3 separate regions of the Zea mays genome follow, and all the other regions are linked to region 1. Evidence: chromatin contacts called from public Hi-C data. All regions are on one chromosome and are shown on one strand. The core of a region is the stretch at or near the end of the contact, and the rest is flanking DNA. Distances in the headings are between cores, read along the strand shown.

Evidence for each region. A called contact is a pair of places that touch in the nucleus more often than the background predicts.
Region 2: a contact with region 1 is called in a Hi-C map of bundle sheath, with 1.8 times the contacts expected there. The contact joins the promoter of LOC103637972 here to the promoter of LOC103639738 in region 1. A contact is called at or near these places in 3 of 25 Hi-C or Micro-C datasets (bundle sheath, ear and leaf mesophyll).
Region 3: a contact with region 1 is called in a Hi-C map of endosperm, with 2.0 times the contacts expected there. The contact joins the promoter of LOC100278723 here to the promoter of LOC103639738 in region 1. A contact is called at or near these places in 5 of 25 Hi-C or Micro-C datasets (endosperm, leaf and leaf mesophyll).

Annotation. Positions count from the first base shown.
Region 1 is chr9:14,597,595-14,601,686 of Zm-B73-REFERENCE-NAM-5.0, forward strand. LOC103639738 (protein POLAR LOCALIZATION DURING ASYMMETRIC DIVISION AND REDISTRIBUTION) reads left to right here and starts at 1,944. Exons shown (of 3, transcript XM_020544230.1): 1 at 1,944-2,614; 2 at 2,745-3,226; 3 at 3,357-3,822. The coding sequence starts at 2,209. The coding sequence ends at 3,773.
Region 2 is chr9:14,318,394-14,322,667 of Zm-B73-REFERENCE-NAM-5.0, forward strand. It overlaps LOC103637972 (ABC transporter C family member 13), which reads right to left and starts at 2,078. Exons shown (of 36, transcript XM_008660967.3): 1 at 1,797-2,078; 2 at 1,609-1,655; 3 at 1,395-1,479. The coding sequence starts at 1,826.
Region 3 is chr9:14,987,110-14,991,405 of Zm-B73-REFERENCE-NAM-5.0, forward strand. LOC100278723 reads left to right here and starts at 2,642. Exons shown (of 8, transcript NM_001151907.2): 1 at 2,642-2,952. The coding sequence starts at 2,725. It overlaps LOC103637982 (CHD3-type chromatin-remodeling factor PICKLE), which reads left to right. Exons shown (of 31, transcript XM_008660980.3): 30 at 226-290; 31 at 395-954. The coding sequence ends at 685.

The DNA of each region.
Region 1 (4,092 bases), core at 694-3,193:
GCTTAGAATGACGATTGCTTGGAAGTAAAAGTAAAAGTAAAAGTAAAAGTAATTAGAATGACGATTGCTTGGAAGTATAGAAGTAATTTTATACAGTACTCCGCAAGCAGTCTATAGCTCTAATTAATCCCCTAGCTAATAACGACTTCGTCGCTAGCCGGCCGGCCCTTGCATGCATGGCTGCTGGAGTGCGTAGTAATTTAAACAAATAAAGCTATCGTCTGTCAGCAATTAATAATGCAATTAAGTACGTAGTTTGTAGACTAGTCTCCCAACAAGCCACTCTTCAGTTAATAACTTCACTTTTCCCTGTTTTATTAGTGCTATAAATCAAGAATGTTACGGAGAAGTGTACGAACGAGCTGTGTGTAACCGTAACTTTTTTTTTGAGCTCACAGTACGCTCAAATTAGACATCTTTTAAACAGTCTCTAGGGTGTAGTAAGTGCAATAAATAAATAAATAAATCAAGAGACAGTCTCTTCGTGGAGAGCCCGTCTCTACACCACTCTCTATACATATTATGTCTTAACTGTATTTATGATTTATAGGCTCTGAGTTGTATTATGCAATTTCTTAACCGTCTCTTATACTTTACAAATCGATCCTAATAAGCCTCTGGGTTGTACAAGTTTGTAGTACATGCCCTAAGGTCTGTCCTCGTCAGTCAGACAACAAGTATTTATCGCCCTAATAACAGTGTACGAGAACCAGTTGCTGCTGCATGGTTCGGTTTGGCGGCGTTGTTACCTGCAGCTGATCGATGACTGGAATACGGTGCCTAGCTACACGTACTGTTCACGGACGAATTGAATTTGAACTCCTCATCATCAACGGTCAATGCCCAAAGCCTTCAGTTCTATCCGGATCGGAGCGCGGGCGGTTTAACCAGCTGCTGGGAGTTAAAAAAAACCCCGTGGCTCTCCCATTTAATTCCTCATCGTTTCAATTCGAATCCGCAGTTAACACGCAAGTTAGTACGAGGTAGCGTTTGTGTATATGGTACGGGACTCTAATCGCCATGCATGGTGTCATGCATGACGTGGCCATATGTAATGGACTGGTCGGCTGGACAAATTAGGAGTAACTCGCTGCTCGCCAACTAGGCCAGGCCATGATCGTGCGTGTCTTTGGATCAGGTTGAGCTATATAGGTGCCTAGGCCACGCCATCCATGATTAGTGGAGTGTTTTTTTATAATAGATCAGAGAGTCAGAGACGGACGCATTTCAAAAAAAAATTATCCTGTGTGGTGAAAATGCTGCTGCTTGCTGCTACAGCTACACCACCCGTATTGCTGCTGGTGACGCACTTGCACAGTTGCACGGAGCTTCTACCCTACTACGACTCGTTTTGCCGGGCTCAATACCAGCCGTCGGATGCTTCATCCGACGTCTCCCCGCCACCTAGTTCCGGCCTAACGAAAAATGCCTACGCCCTACCTAGCCTAGACCTAGGCGCACCCTGCAAGGCTGCAGCTCCGTCTCCTCCCAGCAGCAGTAGCACAGGCACAGGCAGGCACAGCGCTGCACTGCACTGGACGACGCTGACATGAGGACACACCCTCCAGTCTCCAGAAGGAAAATTCCCTGGCCCTGGCACTGCCCGACCTCTGCTCTGCTCGGTTCGGCCGTCAGTAACACCCAGGAATTCACAGTTCCATTCCGAGAGATTGTTTGCGTGCAGAGGGTTAAAAATGGCAGCACGGCAGAGCCCGCAGCGCAGTTACTGGTACCGGCAGCGGCAGCTTCCCTTCCCCCGCAGGCTGCAGCAGCATCAACATGGGTTGCTCGCCCCCCGCAGTTAATTCCTCCCTCCCCTGCGCCTCCAATTGCATGCCTGGCCTGGGACGACGGTGGGGCCAGCGCGCCATTAGCGCAACCCAAGCAAGCTTCCAAGATCATTCATCGCCTAGATTAGTACCGGCATTTAACACTCCCCCCGCCGCTTTTTTTAAACTTGCCGAACTTCCCTCCAAAGTTGCCGCGCGCCTTTCCGGAAGAGGCCGGGAGAGCTTCTTTCTTCTTCCTCGCCCTCGATCTTCTCCTTCCTCTCCTATAAATACGTGGCGTTACGCATGCATGCAGGAGCAAAGCAGCAACGGGGCGTGGCGTGGCGTGGCCAAGAATTCGAATTCCTCGGCGGGCGGCAGGCACGCGCATAGCGCTATAGCTTAGCTTGCTTGCTTGTTTGTTCCATCGCTTTTTCCAATGGAGAACTGCGTGAGGGGTCGAGCGGGAGGGAGGGTTAGAGAGGACGCGGGTTCGTCGTCGCTGCCCCTGCCTCCGCCGCCGCGCCTAGCGGCCGCGAATTCCTCGGCGGCGGCGGCGGCGTCCATCCGGGCGCACCTGGCGCGCACCGCGAGCGGGGTGGACGCGCAGCCGTCGCCGCGGTCGCTGCTGTCGCGTATCCTGCTGCGTGGCGGCGGCGACGGCGGGAGTGGCGGGGGAGGAGGGTTCGGGTGCCGGGTGCGGCTGCCGCGGCGGTACGGCGGCGGGCTGAGGGAGGAACGGAAGGATGGCGCCGAGCAGGGAGAGACTCCCCGGGTTAAGGTCGTCGAGCCGCCGCCGCCGCCGCTGCCAGAGCTGCCCCTCGAGACGCCGCGGAGTTCGCTAGGTTCGGCATTCCGAGGCAGGAGGATCATCATATGCACTAAAAACCTCCCGCTGAATTCAGAACGCTTGCTTGAATTATGGAGACGTCGAGAGCAGTGATGCTAATGCTGGAGTTTTGTCGGATTCCGCAGGGAGGAAGAAGCCCGAGGAGGAGCTGGTGTCCATGAACCTGGGCCTGGGCGCGAGCCTGGTGCTCCTGCTGTCCAAGAGCGCCGTGGAGCTGAACAAGATGGTGGAGCTGCGCGCGCAGATGGAGGCCCTGGTGTCGGAGATCAGGCAAGCGTCGCGGTACAGGGAGGAGGAGGAGAAGCAGGCGGCGAGCCACCCTACTTCTGCTGCTGCTGCTGCCGTCGCTGGTCCCGCCACGTCGCAGGAATCCGACGGCGGCAGTAGCGCCACCACCACCGCCGTGAAGGACCCGATCGCGTTCCCCGCGGCCGACGCCGACGCCGACGCCGCGTCCAACTGCTCCCGCACGGCGGTGGTGATGGACCTCATGGAGGCGGAGCTCCAGGCCGAGCTGAGCCGCATGCAGCAGCAGCGTGGGCGCGGCGGTACGGTGGTGCACGGCCACGGCGGCGACAGCCGGATCGCCCCGACGCGAGGACTCGAGGTACGTGCGGAACGAAAAATCACCACCAGTACCGCAGTACGCCACCACGTACCACGCCGTACGTGTACGTCCGTGTGACGCGACGCGTGTTCGTCTTGCTTGCTGCTGATGTGGCTGACGTTGCCGGCAGTTGCCGCTGCTGAAGGTGAAGACGAAGGGCGACGCCCCCGACAGCGCGTCGCGCAGCTGCGTGGACTACGACGGCGGTGGCTGCGACAAGCACGACGATAATGATGAAGTGGACGGCGAGGGCGAAGAGGACGACGACGGCGATGAGGAGGAGGAGGAGGATGACGTGGAGTACGGCGAGGACAGGATGAGTCCCCCGCACGGCGGCGTGTCGGCGCGCGCGCTGGAGCGGCGGCTCCACGAGCTGCTGCAGAAGCGGCAGCAGGACCGGATCGTGGAGCTGGAGTCGGCGCTGGACAGCGCGCAGCGGCGGCTCCACGAGAAGGAGCGCGAGGTGGTGTGGTGGCGCGACGCCGCCAAGCTCGTCTCCCACCGCCGCGACGAGTCGCGCCGGATTGCCACCGCCAGTGCCAGGTAGAGAAACGAGAGAGAGAGAGAGAGAGGTGGCGCGAAAGGCCGGCTGGCCGCCTGCCTTTGTACTGCAGCCTGCAGCAGATGTCCGGATGGAATGGGGATGGGGGTCGTCGTTCGTCATCACGCTGCGCGGGTGACGCGCTGTAATGTACTCCTGCGAGCTGGGGCGAGTGAGCGACACGACCCGCGGCGGCGGCCTCTTGTCGCGCCTCTGCCGTGCGCGCGTGCGGCTCGGACGGAGGCCGCGGGGTTCGGCTCTGCATTTGCCTGCACTTGGTTGTCTTGTACGTCGTGTCGTTGTCCGGTGCGGACGAAAAAAAAAA
Region 2 (4,274 bases), core at 828-3,327, 280 kb before region 1:
AGAGCCACTCTCCTTGGGCATTGCTTCTATATGGTGTTAAAATGTAATTTGTTGTTTTTACGGTTTGCCTTGTGTCAAGTTTTCTTGTTTCATTAAGTGCTTTAATGCAAGAACATATAATATTATTATGTAGTACTGGATCTGGATGGTATATTATGCTGCCAGCTGCTTGAATCCTCCTAGTATTAGTATGACCACCAAATTTCTGAAATCTTGATCCAGTTTCAATTATCGACTTATTCATGAGTAACTGAAGGTGCTAATTCTACAATTACATAGCTATCTCCAGTAGAGCCCCTAAACGGGTGCGTATGTGCATTTTGTGTGCTCGCGAGCCACAATAGCCCCTTCCAGCAGAGCGCAGATGAGGACGCGGAAAATGTGCGCTCACCCTCCACATACACCAAATCTATGGTTTCTCTCTCCTCCGTGGGTTTATTTGAGCGTCTACATGCCCGGTCTATTCGAAGCGTCCTCTCATTTGCGTGCTCGCATATGTACCGTGACCGCTCAAAATGCATATTCGCATATGGCACCTACTAGGGATAGCCTTATGACGAAATCGGTAATGCAACATGCAAGCTTTACTTGAATACTCCAAATGGTCTACCGTAAACAAACATGTGAAATATATAATGCGATATAAGGCCTAATACATTGACAACGGACAGCAAGGTATTGCTTTGTAGGCATAGAATGTAAACATAACAATGAATAATCAGAATTCAAACTGAGCAGCAGTAAGTATAGTAGATGGCACTTGGCACCCTTATTTTTACCCCCTCTATGAGCACAACGCACTTACATAAAGTACGTCTGAACAGTAGTCCCATACAATTAGTACTACAGCAGGAGGCAACTATCTCCGTCATTAATGTGTCACATCAGGTCAAAATATGCAGATAGAAACAAGTAAAATGCAAATAGGAACAAGAAAAGCTATTCCAAAATAGTTGCCGCTATAATATTTACATTGGTTAGAATTTCTCAAATTTAACTAGATTTATAGAAAATATTATCAACATGCATTTACATCTCTAAATAAATTTATTATACAGATAGATTCAATGGCCTATCTAATAATACTGGTTATATACTATAAAATATATTTGACTAAAGTTAAAAAGAATTGATTTCTCGAAAACAAGAACAACAACTATTTTAGGATAGGAGTATCTCGGCTGTCTAATCCCTTACAGTTTTTGAATGCCAATATGTCATGCAAAAGCAGAATCTGGAAGAGACGATGGTTAGCAACTAACTTTCCTACGAATTCCAAATAGTCAACATAGCCTGAATGTTGACAGCGAAATGCTCCTCGAAATGATCGCAAAAATGATCGATTACTTTATTAAACGGAGAAGTAGTAGATGATGCAGAGCAAAATCAAGTACCTGAGCTCTGTTTGTGTTCCTCTTGGCGAGGAAGAGCCCAAGTGCAGCAACCGCGGCGATCGCATTCCCAGCGAATCCCAGCACCGTGCAACCACGACAAAAGTGTTAAGGAGAGACCTCAGAACAACACCAACGGCAAACCACACTCGAGGACAACAAACCACAGAACTGCAACTGCAACCCACTCGAGATCAAAATCAAAAGGCAAGGATATAAATCCGCGAAGCACGGCCCGAAACGCCTCCCGTCGACGTCCCATACCTGCACCGAGAGATCGCCGCCCCAAAACAGTCACGGGTTAGGACCACGTCGCGATCGGTAATTCAAAAACCCCAGCGTACGTCCGGCGCCCGGGGTAAAAATAAAAACAAGTAGGGTTTTGGCGGGGTTTAGGAATCGCACCGCGGGGTCGCCGGGGCAGACGAAATCCATGGAGAGGGAGGCGGCACACGGCGGAGGAACGCTGACGCCGCCGCGCCCGACGGAGGACTGGAATCACGAGCACCGGCCGGCCTCGATTCCGAGGCAGGCGGGCGGGTGGCGAGCGGAGTGGAGACCGGTGGAGAGTAGTGCGTACGTCGCGCCGTCCCCGTCCCCGTCCCGTCGGCAGTCGTGGAGTGGTGCCACGCGTGTGATCCACCGTTCGTTTGTTCTCGACTTCTCGTACAGAAAGGTCACCAAAGTGTGGCTTCGCTTTTTCCGTTATCACATCCTAAAGGTGATTAGCACATGCAGTAACAAAGAGCAGCGCCGCTTTCGGCATAACCGGCGATCGCACTAGCACCGTAGCCCGTAGCGCGCTGCGCGCGGCCAGCGATCGAGTGGAGAGGGGCAGAACCGCCGGAGTGCCGAACGACGGCGTGAGCGCAGCGCCGCTGAGACGGCATGAGGGTCCAAGTGCAACGACGGACCCACTGTCAGTGATGGTTTAACTTGAGGGTCCCCTGCTTCGTCTCAGCTCTGAAAGTAGCGCGCGTCGCGCATGCGGATCTCCACTTTGCGCGAGTGGGCTCGGCTTTTTGCTTTTGGGCTTTGGTCTTCGGCCTTTGGGATCCTTTGTCATTTCTGTTCAGTCACGTGGCTCGCACATAGGAGGAGCGGGGAGATCAGAAAACGATAGGCGATCCCTCCGCGGAGTCTGCGCTGTACGACGGCCGAGCTCCCAAGCCGTCACCACTCACCAGGCCGAATAACTGAACACAATGATATATTGGGCCGACTGCGAGAACACACGACATCCCCACAACAAACAGACCACCAACTCGTCCAACAAGGGGCCGCTTAAGGTCTGACCGGTCGGACCATGCACCTCGCCGACTAGCGGATTTTGCTGGTCTCCTCCTCCCCGATGGGCCGGCCCGCTCTGCTGGTTGCGATGTTCGCTTCCAAACTGCTCTGTGCTCCAGTAGTTCCGCGAGTCCTCGAGATACGTTCGAGGTCTTTGGGATGCTCCAGTTCCTAGCTCCATGTAAAGCAATAGTTTATAATATCAATTTAAATAGTTTTAAAAATATTTTTATTCTAAATAATAAATAAAATGACTTATTTAAATATCTTTTAAAGTCTTACACCTTCGGTTATATAGTTTTTTATAGCATCTAATGACCTGCTCTAACAATTCTACTAAATTTTTTTAAGCTGAAGCTATCACAAACAGGGCCAAAAGAGAAATAAATAGTAGAGCATCTCCAAAAGTTCTCGCAAATTGACTTCTAAAATCAATCTAGAGCTTATTTAATTAGAGGTGGATTAAAAGGATTGAAGGTGATTAAATCTCTTTCTAATCAAATTTGAATAAAAAAATTTAACCTTCATCAATCCCCTCCAATTCAGATGCAATCAAACAAGATCTTAAGGGTCATCTCAAAATATATTGGGATAGTTTTTAATCATTTCTCCAACAGTTCCCTTAAATATGAATCAAAATATTTTAAACTATACCTGATCAGCCTTAAGCCCACGTTGATATATTTTATAGGTGTATTTTTTTTCTTTAGCGTTTTGGCGTTTGCCCAACCACCAAACCTGTGCTGCCATCAGAGGTCACTGGTGAAACATGGGCAGGCGTGGCCGGTGAGGGAAGACCAACAGCGAGGTCGAGCGACAACGGAGGCCTGATCGACGATAGAGGTCTAATAGAGGGTCGTGCGACAATAGTTGCGGGATAACGGGTGGCGGCAAACTATGTTTCATGGGAGAAAAAAATCTCTGTTTTGTAGCTATAAATGAGGGAGTTTTAATGATTATAAAAAACTATGATTACTTTAGAGAAGTTGTTGGAGATACATTTTATGTTTTCCAAAAGAACTTGATTCTAAAAAGACTTGGCGGGGTGGGGGGACTCGGAGATGATCAGAGTACTAGGAGATATATGAAAGGAGCAAACGTATTGCTCTTACTATTGCACACAGGAGCTAAGAATTAAGAAGAAAATATTTAACCGTGTTCAGAACTAAAAATATTTCGTGAGATATCATATAGAATAATACAAAAGTTACGTAGCATATAAAATAAAAATGAATGAATGGAATAGTCAAAGTAAATAAGTATAAAGAAAAATTAAAACATATCATGAAATATCTTATGGGTACCGACAACCTGGTGACTAGATGAAAAGATATCATGGAATATTCAATGTATAATACGTGAACTGTTGGGAGCCTTCGTCTTCCGAAGGTTCTCAAAAACATAATTTAACAATGTCTTCCAAGTGTGGTTTATGGATAGGTATCTTTGGATTTATGATAAAAACATACACGATGAGGAGTTTGATCGTGACGAAGGTTGGCGTCGCTCTGAAGCTATGCGAAAGGTAGCTTCGGCTAAATCGCAGAAAAGGGAACCGACTGAAAAGGGAAAAGGCTGTTCAGTCCTCATAGA
Region 3 (4,296 bases), core at 1,392-3,891, 390 kb after region 1:
TATTCCCTATATATATATATTCCTTCTCTCCACCTATGCAGGAAGAGACAGTCACATAGTGGCATAGAACATGCTGGGGCAGATGCTCACAATTTTTAATCATGTGTCATGCATGACTCTTGTCTTACTAAACTCTCTCTAAAGATGTGTTGTTGTTGACATATACTCTTGAGTCTTGAGGTTTGTTCATTTGTTTGTTTTGATAACTGGGATCCTCGTTTCCAGCTACCAATGAATTGGTTTCTGAGGGCACAGCTGGTCAGTTACAAGTTCCCCATCTCTACAATAAGGTGTGTAAGCGCAATGGCACACGTTTTCATGGGTCATGGGCGAACGCATCATTTGTTTTCCTCGAGTTAACATTATAACCAGACTGTGTACGTATGCTCTGCAGATGTGTGGAGTGCTTGAAGAGAGTGGTGCTTATGCGCTCAGTTCCTTCTTTGGAGACAAGTCCGCATCTTCTAGTTTGGCCAATAGCCTTCGACAGTTTGAAACTGTGTGCGAGAATGTCGTCGAGGCCTTGCGACCACACCAAAATGGTACTGGCAGTGCCATCAAAGAGGAATTGGTAGATGCAGCCACCAAAGCAGCAGCAGCAGCAGCTCCTCAACAAGATTCAGGCCATGATGCACCGCATGGGCAGTCTTCGACAGCCAAGGCGGACATGGAAATCGATGGTTGATTTGTAGGTTCCAGAGTGGTAAGAAAGGGAATCCCCCTCTAATCATTATGTATACTGTGGTCAGAATGTGCGCTATATATTGTAACATCAAAGAAAGCACCTCCAGGCCTGAGGGTGTTACTGCTAATGCGTTTGGTTTACTTGTTGTCCTTGTAATATGCATACACATTTAGAACTCATGCAGCCATTTTGTGTGCTCGAACCGGTGGATCGCTGCCCTGTTGTCTTGTACTGTGTTTAGGGCCTGTTTGGATACGAATGGTTAATTATAAGACGGGGCTAAAGATAAGTACGGATAAGTACGGATTAGCTATAGTTGGCTAGCTTGTTGGTTAACAATTAGCTAAACTTTGGCTAGCTAGATGGTAAACAATTAGTTAAAAGTTTAGCAAAAGAATTAGTTCACCTATTAACTCAGTTTGTTGCCTCCTTTTTATTATGCCAACTAATTTGCAGACCTGATGATAAATTCTCATCGATGATAATAATGATAAAATAGCAAATATCCCACTTGGCGGCGCCCCTGCCGTCGATTTCGTCGCTGGTCGAACCGTCTTTACCGCCAACGCAGCGGCGGCAAGCGGAGGTCCACAGGGCCGACGGATGCCCGCGGTTATATCGTCTGTGAAATCAACATCTACCAATCATAAGCGTGGCGGCTTCGAGATCGACTGGGACCATTGAATGATTGAATTTTTAAGCGTCACTCCATCGTCCTCATCCACATCACCCACGACATTGATGCCAACGTTAGATCAACTCCAAAAGAATGCTAAAAAGTTTCTTTTAAAAATGATTATTGAAGGCATTCTAATTTTTTTTAGAAGTGAGTTATAGCGTGTACTCCAACAGTTCCCTAAAGTATATAAAAAACCTGAAATCTGTCTATCTGTGATTTCAGGCTGATTTCTGTACAACAGAAACAAACAGATGAACCAACAGTATTATTGGCCAGACACAAGGAAAATCAAAACAAAAAAAGCATTTTATCCTTCGTTGTAGCCTGTAGGCGTTCTGCTCCAATTTCCCGTACGTGGAACAAACAAATCAAAGAATTTCATTCTCTCTCCTACTTCCAGGCGTTCTGCTCTTGCTACTCGTGGCTGGCAGCCTGGCGCCGTGTGCGCGCGGCGAAATACGCGGGAGCCTGTGCGTGCGGAGGGCGGACAGATTGGGGACTGGGGAGGGATACATGACGCGAAAATATACGGGAGAAGATGATGGGACGAGGGACGCCAAATTTTTAGTGAAAGGACGAGGGAGCTGAACAAGAAAGACCAGTTTTCCTTCCTAATAAGGCCTTGTTCGTTTCTGTTGGATTGGTGGGTCGGAATAATTCCTAACCGGATTGTTTTTCTAATTTATATAAACTTTGATTGAGTGGAACGAATCCGGGTGCAATCCGACACAAACGAACAAGGCCTAATGGTTTTGGGTTGATTTACATCTTTTAAAGTTTCTCTTAGTCTCCGTCATTTCAGCTTGGATCTGAGGTTCTCTCTAACCATTGTCCCCATACATTCGTTTATCTATACTTTCTAATATATTTCACTCTTTCTCTAAAAGATTTTTCTCTTTTACTTAGTTTATCTTAAACATTTTTCTCTATACAACTTCCCCTATATTAATTAACATACATATTTACCATTTTTGACTTTTTTAAAAAATCATAATATTGCCATAGTGCACATTATTATTATATCATAGGGCATAATTAAAATTAAAAACGATATAATTAACCTGTAAAAGAGACAAATACATTTTTAGTTATCTACTGGAAATTGTAGCCCTATTGGTGGGGAAATTGTAGCCCCATACCTAGAGGTGGCAATAAACTCAATATCTTAGACTACAAATAATCAAATTGGATTCTATTTCTATTTATTTATGAACTAAAAGTAATTAAAAACTCAAACAAATTATAAAACGACATTTGGATCGTGATCTACCACGCCTACCCGTACGTGCGGTCAGAGAGCTATCTGGGGTGGCATTGGAGTTGGAGCCGGCCTGACAGCACCAGAGAGAGGGTTGCCGACATGGGAGAAGCGGCAGACCGCGAGCGGCCGCCGTGGCGCTGCACGGTAGCCGTGCAGGCCGCGCTCTGCCTCGCGCTCTACGCGGCCTTCAGCCTCGGCGAGCCGCAGCTCATCCCGCGGGGCGGGGTGGACGCACTCGGGCGGGGCGCGCGCGGCGGCGGCGTCGCCTTCCTCAGCGTCGCTGGCGGCGCGCGCGGACCCATCGACCAGGAGAGGCTCCTGAGGCAGGTGCGCGCGTTTCGCACTCACCCACCCACCTCCACACCCTATAGGTCCGGGATCTCTTCTGCTTCACAGTTCACACGCGCCTTCCGGCGCCTGGTTCTGCTCTCCTCGTGGAGTGGTGTTCTTCATTTGGTTTCCCCTGTTTGCGACCTGGCATTGTCCCCTTCCCCATTGCTTCGTGATGCGCAGGATTTTCTTAGAGGCGCTCTTGTCGACCTCACCTCGTCCCCACTTCGCGTTGGCAATTGGCATGGTCGTTTGTGTGGTTGCAGCTCGCACACGCGTGAAACATGGTCTCGTTCACCACGGTAGCCTTCTTATACAACGCATCACACTATCCGACTCAGTCACAGGACCGAGACGACATCATACTCGTGTCTTAATCGGGGCGCAACAACCCGTTCGTTACGGCTTTCATTCGTACCGTTTAAACAAATAGAGATGATGTTTGTCGTACTTATCGCTCACACTGTCACACACACCAAGATTTGATCATCTCTCCACGGCTAGTGAAGGAATGGCTGCCGCCATCGTCTTCATCGCGTCCGAACGCCACAATCCGACTCCCATAACCGCTACTCCTAATCGCGAAGGTATACCTCTGTTTTACGTTTTCTAGTGACTAAGTTACGAGCTAAGTTCATAGACTATTAACAGTGGTACTAGAGCCAATAATAGTGTTCTTTCCTTTTATTTATTTTATTTTCTGTATTTCCTTTAAGTTGGGCAAGGTTTTAAGCTTGAGTTCAAAGTTTTAAGAATGTTTTTTCCCTGCAAGAATTTTTTTTCTTCTCAATTTCGTCGTACCTTCTTGCCTCCTACACACTAAGATCCAATCTCTCTGTGGTCTCCCAATCCTAAAGATATATCATCCGATCTATTTATTGTCTAGTGGTTAGGACGTTAGGTTACGGGTTAAGGTCGTAGATTGCTAACATAGTGCTCAGTAAATCTTGCACGGAACATGTTGAGTGCGCAACGGTTGAACCATGGAATTAAATTCAGAAATGACTCCCCTCATTCTGACAACGATTTGCTCACGTAGTTGCGTGTCCTGTTCTTCTGACCAGCCATGCGTTTCCACAGGTTCTACCGTAATAGATGTCAGGTTTGATGGCCTACACATGCCTGATCCAAGATTGGTATTACTATATAACCATGTCATTGGACTTACCTGGATCCGGCACATGCATATGTTCTTCCCGATGAGGCACACGTGCCTCCTGATAATGCTTTCACTGCAATAAGCACTGACCTGTCCCGAACTGCATTCTTGTATAGTGATCGTGCCCCACCAATCTTCTCCGTAATTCCGTATGTATCAGTTAACGCTACACAAGTACACAA